2 separate regions of the Mus musculus genome follow, and region 1 is linked to region 2. A link is a contact called in public Micro-C data. All regions are on one chromosome and are shown on one strand. Each heading gives the region's core, a stretch centred on a gene start, on an enhancer-like site or on the middle of the called end of the contact. The rest is flanking DNA. Distances are from core to core; before and after follow the strand shown.

Evidence for each region. Hi-C and Micro-C count contacts between places; a contact is called where the count stands out from the background.
Region 1: a Micro-C map of muscle stem cells shows a contact between it and region 2, with 5 times the contacts expected there. The contact joins two enhancer-like sites. A contact is called at or near these places in 16 of 484 Hi-C or Micro-C datasets (the C2C12 cell line, the N1E-115 cell line, adipose-derived mesenchymal stem cells and 9 more) and 5 of 115 datasets of contacts at active chromatin or transcription factors (CD8 T cells, embryonic fibroblasts, embryonic midbrain and 2 more).

Annotation. Positions count from the first base shown.
Region 1 is chr13:104,603,476-104,609,024 of GRCm38.p6, forward strand. No RefSeq gene overlaps it. Among named protein-coding and RNA genes, the nearest start is that of Cwc27, 210 kb to the right of the region's middle. Within about 2 kb of position 3,501, at least 82 of the 459 cell types and tissues checked have an H3K27ac peak or open chromatin away from gene starts, as enhancers often do. A contact at or near this core is called in the C2C12 cell line, beige adipocytes, embryonic fibroblasts and 2 more, where this site is marked.
Region 2 is chr13:104,516,758-104,522,075 of GRCm38.p6, forward strand. No RefSeq gene overlaps it. Among named protein-coding and RNA genes, the nearest start is that of Adamts6, 230 kb to the left of the region's middle. Within about 2 kb of position 3,969, at least 61 of the 459 cell types and tissues checked have an H3K27ac peak or open chromatin away from gene starts, as enhancers often do. A contact at or near this core is called in the C2C12 cell line, beige adipocytes, embryonic fibroblasts and 2 more, where this site is marked.

The DNA of each region.
Region 1 (5,549 bases), core at 2,251-4,750, 86 kb after region 2:
CGAGTGCCTGCCTGCACAAGTGAGGAAGCAAACAAATAAATGTTGAGTTAATAAAAAATGATGGAGTGGGGAGAATGGGGTAAAAATTGGAGTACTAGTTTGGGAAGGGGGCAGGTTGGAGAGAGATGCGAATGGTGCACGCACGAGGCAGGAGGGATGACTTTTGGGTTCTTCTTGAGTGGGAGTTGAGTTTTCGTGGGGGTGGGAATCAGTGGTAAAGAGACTTCAAGGGTGCTGTCCTACCCTCTTCTCAAAGAGCACGGTCTAACTCATGTTTTGGTGTTGTCTATAGGTCCCAGTAAATCTCTCAGCTTGGGTCCAACAAGCCGTCTCCCTCCTCAATCCTCCCCCTCAGCATCCCTTCTGCAATCCCACCTGCAGCCATGGGAAGCTCCCTGTCCAGAGTGAATTATTCATGGAATCTTTATCTCTCCTCTCTGGCAAAAGTCTTTCCCCAGGAGGTCTGTGCTGAGCCCACCACAAGTAAAACATAGAACACAGGAAGAAGCAGAAAGCCAAGGCAAGACATTTTAAAGAGAACTCCGTTGCGAAGCATGATAAATACTAAAGATGCTAAGACGAGTGAGCAGATATAGATTATGTGTTCCTTATTTAGGATTTAAACTTCTGCAGGGCAACAGTGGGAAGCAGCTTAGAGCAATGGTTAGGGTCCCTGGCCTTGGGAGCCTAGGGCTAGCTGTTAGACCCCTCGGCGCCCCAGTGTCCTAATATATAAAGTGGACACTGCAGTAGAGCTATCCCATCTGTTTGGATGTTGAGGAGGTTAAAAGCTGAATGTATGTGAAGCCTCAGAAGAAGTTCTGGTTGAAAGCAATTAATGATTGCTTTCTGTTGGTGTTAGGTGGGAACACAGACATATTGTAAAACCTCCATAAGACATGCTCAAGAAGAGACTAAAATACTTCCATAAGCATGCTGTAGGGGACTTGCATGTGCCTGAGGCTCATCCAAAGTGTAGGAATCTCTTAAGAGAATTAGCCAACATGTTAGTTTCCTTCTCAATTGCTGCGATGAATCCATGATCAAAAGCAACTTAGGAGTTTATTTCATCTTGCAGGTTAGAGTCCATTTTCAAGGGAGCTCACCTAGAAGCGTGGAGGGAGGCACTAACTGAGGCCGTGGAGGACCACTACTTACTGGCTCTGCTCACAGGCTCACAATCAGCCACCTTTCTTATATCTCCCAACACCCCCTGCCCAAGCGTGTGCATAGTCCCCAGTGGGGTGGACCTTCCCATATCAACAACAACAACAACAACAGAAACAACAAATGCCTGGCAGTCCACAGGCTGATCACAGGCATTCCCCCAGTTGAGGTACCTCCTGCCATGAGACGATAGTTTGTGTCAAGTTGACAAAATAAAACAAAACCAAACACAAACAAAAACCAAAATGAAACAAAACAATTAAAACTAACAAAAAATCAAGCAGCATAATAAATAAGGAATTAAATTGATGTGAATTCTTCATCTAGGAGTCAAATTTTGCCACATCTTTGTGCAGCTCCAGATGAAGGTTCTGATGTCTCTGCTGGGAAAAGAGAAGATCTTTAGTTTTGGAAAAAACCCAGCAAACCTCTAAGACTGCTCTGGACTCCATGCAGCTGGGTATTGCACATCTCTTATTGGTGTGTGCATTTTGCATTAAAACAAACCAAACAACATCACAATAGAGTTCTTCACATTTCTCTCTGCACTTTACAGTGTTCTCCCTGGAAGTAACAGGCAGCTCAACACTCTGTCTCTGTCTCTTCATTTTGATGGCAAAGAGGCTGGTTCTTGTCCGAGTACTTAAAGGCCTTGGAAGGCGTTATTGTGAAAGGAGAAATTTCAACACTACCACTGGATCATTTCATAACCAAGAGAATAGCCAGTGGAAAAATTTGTGCCTTCTGTCTAAAGTAGTGGTTTTCAACCTTCCTAATGCTTTGACCCTTTAATACTGTTCCTCATGTTGTGGTAACCCCCAACCATAAAATTATTTTTGCTGCTACCTCATAACTATAATTCTCCTACTATTAGGAATCATAATGTAAATACTTGACATGCAGGATATCTGATATCTGACTCCTGTGAAAGGGTTGTTCAAACCCAAAGATGTCGAGACCACAGATTAAGGACCACTGGTTTAAATAGACAGATAGTTCTGCATAACGCAGGCTTCTACCTAGATCTTGAGTTGGGATGGTGGCGGGGGGTGCAGGGGAGACAAGAAGTAGAAAAGCTATCTGGGGACGGCTGAAGAAAGCTACACATAGATTGCACATTAGACCCCTGCTGCTCTGAGTCTGGGATGTTGAAGAGTAGCAGCAGTAGCATTTTGGCTGCCCCCACACCACTGATGGACATGCTGAACAAACCCTATACAGACAGCACAGTTGTATCAATGTTATTCTTTTTGTATTTCATAATGGTATCACTAGAGAAGAGAGAGAAAGAGAGAGAGAGAGAGAGAGAGAGAGAGAGAGAGAGAGAGAGAGAGAGAGAGAGAGAGTTTTCTAAGAGGAAGAGATCAGAAGCAAATCTCTAACTCATACCTCATACATACTGAAGGTGAAGTTTCTAAGGGTACAGGACCCCAGAATCTTGGATGACACAATGAATTATGGGGATGAAGTCATTAGCAGCTTCCAGGTGACACTGGGCAGGTAGGAAGACATGCGCTGCACCAGGAGTATGGTAGAGTTAAGCTAATCCTCACAGGAAGAGGGCCTAAGATCCATGCCTAAGATCTACAGGGATCTACTCCCACTACAGACAAGCCATTTTCAACTGGAGGACAGTTTAAAATTCCTTCATTCCACGGTTGCAATTCTTTTTTTTTTTTTTTCTCTCTCTCTCTCCTTTATTACAGCTTCACCACCAACTTCAACTTTAGTGTACTGGTGACAAAACAGAATGTCCAGTGCCCCTTGCGTGTGTGACAGGGAAGAAGTGAGACGTGCCCTGATGGAAACTTTTTTTGAGGTAGCAGATTTACTCTAAGGGGTAGCAGTCCCTGGGCTGGGGTGTACTTTGTAGGAGTTGTCTCCAGAGGTTGCTAACACCTGATGTCTTTTTTTTTTTAAATGTACTTCCACCTTGTGCATCTATATATTTTTGTGCTCAGTATTGAACTTTAGAATATTCTAGGTGTGTATGCTCCTCACACTAACTGCATTAAGTGTAAGTGCATATAGTATTCACTTCGTATTTCAACTCACTTTTTTTCTTTTTAAAAAAGACTTACTTATTTACTTTATTTATATGAGTACACTGTTACTGTCTTCAGACACAACAGAAGAGGGCATCAGATCCCATCGCAGATGGTTGTGAGCCACCATGTGGTAGCTGGGAATTGAACTCAGGACCTCTGGAAGAGCAGTCAGTGCTCTTAACTGCTGAGCCGGCTCTCCAGCCCCACCCCGTGTCCTTTAAAGTGTCATTGTTTCCTTGGTGGATCAGAGTGCTGTGTTCGGGGTAACCTTTGCTGGGACCTCCCCAGCAGCTGTCCCATAACAGGAAGTGGTAAGGATGAGCCTTCCACAGCCTCATCTGTCTGCGGCCCTAGAGGCTGTTGAGTCATGGCAGGGAATTTATTTCAAATAAAACCCAGCATAAAGCAAGGGCTGGAGGAAGGTTCTCCACCCACCTCCCGTTCCAAATTCCACTCAGGTTTGGAACCGAGCTGAACAATTTTCATTTTGAAAGATGAAAAGGTGGAAGAAAGAATTCGGCCTCTTTTTTTTTCTTTTTTTCCCCCCCTAACAGTAGAGAAAGATAAGCATCTCTCTCCAAAGGTTCAAGGTCATGTTTACTCCTCTGGAATTCTCCTCGCCAGTTGTTTTTGCAGCACAATGCTACCCATGAGGCCTAACCCAAGAGAACCAGACATTCCCGACTGACTCAAATAATTCCGTCTTCTGACTGTAACCTTCTGGCACCTCCACGGTTTCCAGATTTGTTCCAGTTTTCATCACACCCTGGGATGCCGAGTGGCAGGATCAAGCACAAGATGCCTTCTTCACTGCCCGGCTGGTTGCCTGCCTACCACCAGGCTGCAGATACAGGGTGCAGAGCATCTAGAGTGAAACAAAAATTCCATTCAAGGATTTCGTTCTCGTCCACACATGAGAGGCAGAAATGGTTTTATGGTTTATTTTCGTGATGGGACATCTTAGAAAGCAACAAAAGGTGAATTCCTAATTGGCAATTATTGATTGTTGAGGAACTCATTTTTGCCTGATTAAGGGAGTCACTAAAAATCCCACACAAACCCGTCAAAAAGACTTCGTCTTGCCGTAGTCACTAGGGGAAAGGAAAATGACAATATGGATTGTTAAGCCATGTGACTTTCAACTACAGAGCAATTTGACTCTTTTTCTGAAGGCAAGTCATGTCTCTAGAAACCCCGAACAGTAACGCTAAATCCTTTCCACTTTTCTTAGGTGGATGCAGACATGATCGCAGCTGGGAGCTGGGATGTCTGTGTACACGTGATACAGCGTAGTTGTTTCTGTTCTCGGTCTACAAGAGACAAGAGATGACTTTCTGAGACTGGGGTGAACCCTTCCATACTGTGTCTGTCCCATGCAGGCCAGGCTCATTGCACTTAGGTACTCTGGGATAATTGCCCCCTTGCCAAACATACTCCTCTGAATTATTTCATAAAACCACTTGATAAATGGCTTTATCAAGGCCATTGTGTCTTGAAGAACTTAAATTAGTCCCAGCTGAGTTTCTCTTCAGTTAAAATAGATTTAAGTAAAATGTAAGCGTAAAGCTGTTTCCATTTTAACGGCTGAAGCACATTCTGGCACCAAGCGCACCACCTTCTTTAGACATTTATGACTTTTGTGTTTGTTGGAAGCGAACGAGACCTCAGGTGGCTGTATCTACTTCTTATATTTATGACTTTTGTGTTTGTTGGATGCAAACAAGTTCTCGATTTTCTATCTGTAAAATAAAACAAGAACAGCTGCTTCATAAGGCTCTCGGAGTGATTAAAAGAGCTAACGTACCCTGAGCACTGGGCACGCAGGGGCACGCAGGGGCACGCAGGGGGCACGCAGGGGCACGCAGGGGCACGCAGGGGGCACGCAGGGGCACGCAGGGGGCACGCAGGGGCACGCAGGGGGCACGCAGGGGCACGCAGGGGCACGCAGGGGATGCTTCTGAACTGTTTAATCCCTTCACCTCAGTGCAGATGCACACACGTGGTATGTGTGGCTGACTTAACTGTGTTAGTTTCTGTTTTCAAGTGACCATGCATTGTAAAACAATGAATTTTATCAGTAATTCAGAGGTGTGTGTGTGCGCGTGTGCGCGCACGCACTCTACCTACCTTTTAACCATTTACTTGGGGGTATGGCTTATTGGGAAAAGCACTGGTCTAATGTGCAAGATTTTATCCCAACACCACAAGATAAAGCCAAAGAACTAAATCTAGAGTTTTATCTTAGTTTCTCTGAGGTGCCCGGTCCTTTCCCATGCTTTCCCCACATGATTCTTTCTTGCTCAGCTGTGCACGTTTGTAGACTTCTTTCTTGTA
Region 2 (5,318 bases), core at 2,719-5,218:
CATCACAGCCTCAGCCAGTAACCTGCTGTGTTTGAAAATGTCTGGGCAGTAATTGTCATTGTTTGCAACAGCTATTTTGGAGTCTGGAGAGTACTGTGGCATTTTGTAGAATCTAGGAATGCAATTACCAACGTTGTATACACGATCCAAGTGGCTTTCTGGCTTCAGAAGCTCCACCCCAGGGGAGAAGGGACAACAGCAAAACGTTTGTTTAATTTTTCTCTTGTAGTCGGTCAGTGATAGGTGGATTATATTAAGGCCAATTTGGCAGGAAGATTATTAGGGTAACAATTCCTTATAAGTACAAAACAATGTTGAATTAAACAAGGAAGAAAAATATGACCAGGGTGAAAAGCTCTTCTGACCCAGGGTCATATCTAAGTGTCTGGGGAAGAAATCAGATACCATAGGGACGTCTGGGTCCTGGAGTGAGTCATCCTTCATGATGCAAGGGATTGTTTTGTACCAGTTAAAAGAAAGAGCTACAGTGCCACTTAAAAATGACCTGTTAACAGTTAGGGGCTTTGTGTTTGAAGGGGGGGGGGGGAGACAAACCCCTATTGAGTAGGCCATTTTGGACCGTGTAGGTCAGTGCGCAGGTTCCCACTTGTCGTAGGGGATTGAGGTGTCTTAGATCTTATCAAGTTTTGAGGGGATAGGGTTACTCCCAAATGATTTCTTCTCTTCAGTTTTATTTATGTAATTTTTTTCCCCTTTTAGATGTTATCTGCAGACTGCAATGCTAGCTAGCACCCTTTCCTAGTGAGAAACAGAGTCTGGAAACAGAATCTCTTGACTTCCAGGTGGGCAAATGATTTGAGTAACTCCGAAGCTCGAAATAAGGATTTGTTAAGAAAGATCTTAAAACTTAAAACCATAACCTGCCCATGGTTGGGTATACCTTAGAGGTAAAACACGATTTCAGCAAACAGGAGCCCCTAGAGTCCACCCCAATCAATAAAAGGAAAGAAAAGGGCTGGAGAGATGGGTCAGGGGCTAAAAGCACTGGTTGCTCACCCTGAGTTCAATTCCCAGCAACCACACGGTGGCCCGCAACCATCTGTAATAGGATCTGGTGCCCTCTTCTGGTGTGTCTGAAGACAGTAACAGGGCACTCATACATAAAATAAATAAAAATAAAATCTTTAAAGGAAGAAAGGGAGATCACTAGTTTGCGAGTAACCGCTCCCGCCCCCCCAAGGCTTTGTATGTCTTCATTCCCGTGCCTGTGGGGTGTTGGGAATCTAACGCCCAGGAAAACAGAGCCCTCTGAGCTTTAGCACTGTATGGGTAACTTGCTCCCAGCCACATCTGTCCTTTGATGTGAAGTTTTGTTTTACAGCTGGCTTTTAGACAGCCAAGAGGTCTCAGGTCAACTACAATGAAGCGCCCTAGCTAGGGTCCTCGGTAGGTTATTGAGGTCCATGACTTCCGGGCCAAAGAAACCCGACCCTGGCATTCCTGGGCTCCTGCGTGGCTGGGACCTTTTTCTAGTTTATTTCTCCGACCAGCTTCTTCACCCCTGCATGGAATCACACTCAGGACAGACGCCTCCACCCCACCCTATCCCTTCCACCCCCATGAAACCCCCCGTTTGTCCTGAAGCTCCGCTGCAAGGGGCCCGCCAGGCTCCCCCAGACATCTATGACAACAGCAGACGCCGCGCCAGGAGCACACACGAGCTGTCTCCAAGCCGGATCCTTGCCAGCGACTCGGTGGGGGGAAGAGCTGCCTGGAGAAGGCTAATCATTCCCAGTCAGGCTGGCTGCAGCCCACTGCGGCTGCGCGGAGGCAGCTGTGGGCCCATTGTTCACGCAAGCAGTGGCCCAGGGCTTAGGGAGGACTCCAGGCCCAGACTCGGTGCTCAGAAGTGGTCAGAATTATGGAATTTAAACTGTCCACCACTTAAAGGAGTGGCCTCATGTCCAGTATCTTGATAAATCACCCAGAAAGCTGCAGCGGGAAGCGATGATCTTCAGGGAGGATCTTGATGGTTTTTTCTTTTCAGATTATGCACATGACCAAGATAAAATACCTTTCAGAGTCTCATTTACATAAATTACATGGCTCTGAAATGCCAATTTCGTATCCCGACAGGTCTGTCTTTCAGCCAAGGGAGCTTTTACATGTGAGTTTCACTAGGTAACTCCACCCTCTTTCATCTATACTTAGTTACACTGGTTTGTCTTTTATTACTGTAAGCATGGCTTTGGAGTCCAGGAAATGAAAGCATTGGTATTTTGGTTCATTTATTCATTCACTTTAAAAGGAGACCAATACTTTTGTGATGTAAAGATGTTTCCGGGGCAGCAATGGCAGCTTTTGCCGGAAGAGCGGATTTAACAATAAATTCATTATTCTTGCAGAATTTTTCTGGTGCCAGGAAAGCAACGTGAGTGGAGCCTCACAGGCTGGGATGGGGGTGGGAGGCTCCGAGCCCATGGGAATTCAACCAGCAGAAAGGACTTCAGACCCTCCTGGGTTCACTGCAATCAAGCGAAAATAACTCCCACCACAAAATAGCAAGTTAACTGCTTCTCAAGTGTAGATAGCCGGAGATTGGAAAAGGGATGAGTTCACAGTTGGTATCCCGTCTAAACTGCACCCCCACAGTTCCTGGCAACAACCAGGTAGGCTTGGTCCACTATAAAGGGGGCTGCTTGGTGACTAATTTAACCCTCAAGTTCTGTCTCCTCCATTTGCGGTCACGTGGTGGAGGTGAAAGTCCCAACTTATCTCGCCTCCTTCTGGCGGTCAGTTCCACCAGAAAGTGTCCCAGAACTGCCAATCACCAGCACCTTATTAGCATACGAAAGACTTTATCTCGGCAAAGGTTGGGAGGAATTTAGGAGTAAGCCCAAGTCACAGTGATAAATACAAAGACAACAGACTCAAAATACAAACAGGACAGTAGAAACACCAAAGAGAATTTTAGGTAGATACTTGTAAGTTGTACCTTAAAGTAAGTACAGGTGGAGCTTGTAAGGCTTGATATCATACACAAAAATTGTAATGGAGTTTGAGATGAGAACTGGGTCCAGGATGATAATTATGTAGTTTGGATCATTGAACATGGGGGGGGGGGGGTGTCCCTCGATTCAAGGAACACCTGGAATATTCGATTATTTTAATAAGAGTCTCTGAGCTACCCTGGTTTCTACCTTTTTAATTTCAAGACCCTGTAGTTCTTCAGTGGACCACAGATGCATATAAATAACTTTAGTCAAAGTAATACCCAAATCATGGGATGTGGTGTTGAGACAATCCTGTCTCTCATAAGTGAAAGCTTCTGACTTGTGGGTGTTATGACCAGTAGAGTTTATGCCAAAGTCCGTGGCTGCAAACTTTTTGCCATGTAGTAGGTCCCTGGTTTACTGCAATGTTACGGATTTCCATGCTATCAGAGTGAATATTTCCATAGGTGATAGTTTGGTCAGGTAGAGCTCTGCAGAAATGAAATACAAAGTTAAACCTGAGAAGGCTAGGCTGACTCCATGACAGGCTTCAGATTGGCAGTTCAGGAGACGAGGCCTACATCCTTGTTTCCAAGAACTGGGCAAGTCCAGGCAAGTCCAGGCCTCAGAAGCTGCCCTGCCACCTGGTCTGAGGCACGGACAATTGGGTCAACAGTAGTTTCCAGACCTCTCCAGCAACAGTTTCTAGCCCCCACACCCAGGTAATGGTTCTGGAATGTCCCTAGAGATGAAGCAAGATAATGTGCTTCCCCTAATGTGCTTTAAGTCTGGCCTGCGAGTTCACTTGCTTATCTCTCTATCTTGGTAATGTGAGACCCTAACATGCTGAACTTCTGCAGAATAAAACACTCTTTGTGTTTACACACTATTTGAGACCAGGGTATCATTCTTCAGGGAATCGTGAACTCCTACCACTCAGACCATGTATTTATCTCAGAGTGAATCATCAGCCCTTCCACAGTGGAAGGCACTCAGAGTAGTCAAGCAAGTGACTCACAGGTCAGCTTGAGGGATGAGAACGTATCCAAGTCTGTTGCTGGCAGGTTGGATATGCAGCAGTATAGAGACCCTGAGTATTTATCTATTGTCATGTCAATTCATGGACTTCACCTCTGCTCCTGAGGGCACTTTGCTCATTGTCACTGTGGTAAGCGATGACAAATGTTGGGTGCTACATCTCTTCTTTACACTTCCATCTATGTGCTCTAACTGGTTTTCTTGTTGTTGTGACAAAAATACCTGGAAAAAAAAAGCAATTTAAGGGAGAAAACACGTGTTCTGGCTTACAGTTTGAAGGGATACCTTCCATCATTGTAGAGAAGGCATGGTGGCAGGTGCAAGAGACCAGCTGGTGACATTGTGCCTACAGGCAGGAAGAAGGGAGCAAAGAATGCTGGTACATAGCTAGGTTTCTCCTTTTTATGCAATCCAGGGCCCAAGCCCAAGGAATGGTAAAGTCCACCATTGGGGTGTGTCTTTGCATTTCAATTAAACTAATCTAGATCATCCCTTGTAGACACACCCAGAAGATTGTCTCATTAGTAATTCTAAATCATCTCAGGTAGACAATAAAGTTAACAGCCCCAGGCCCAAAATCCATTGTCCCTTAATCTTAATCTTCCTTCTCTTGGGCTCCTGACAAGCCAGCTATACCACACACTACTTCCAATGAATTAGATTACATTCTATCTTGTGGCCACTTCTCTGACCACACACACCAGTCCAAGTCTTGCCTGTGCCTTTTCTTCTCAGCCAGTTCTCACAACCACTCTAAAGCATGTAGTAGTATAACGCATCCTTTTTTTTTTCTCTCACATACCAAGCTGATTAATTGGTGAATCAAGCTTGATTTATTTTTTTCCTCCTCCAGGAACTAGTTGTAAGGGTTGTAAACCCAGAATGAGATGAAGAAGGGAAAGAGGGGAGATGATGTAACAATGGTGGGTGACGCACAGGGTTGAGCCCCCTGTTTATCCAGATGGCTTGTGTCCTCTTGTCCTGCTGTTGTACCATTGTGGGTGGATTCCTACAAGGTCCTCTGACTCACTAAACTGAAATCTCATGTAGGATGAGCAATTTTTGGTGAATAATTTCACATATGAGTAGTTTTAGACAGCTGGTATTCCATGCTCAGACACTCAATCAGGGCTCAAATATGTCTTCGTTTTCTCAACAGAGGTTAAATGTTCCACTGTGGCTAAGACAGTCTTGATTCATAATCCTGGGGATCTGAACTTGATTGTGTAGGTCTTGTCGTATGCATCATTTTCTACCACTGCTTTTCTGGGGTGAAATCCATAGGTTCTGGAAGGTGATATGATCCAAGCTCCAGCATGGCTAGCA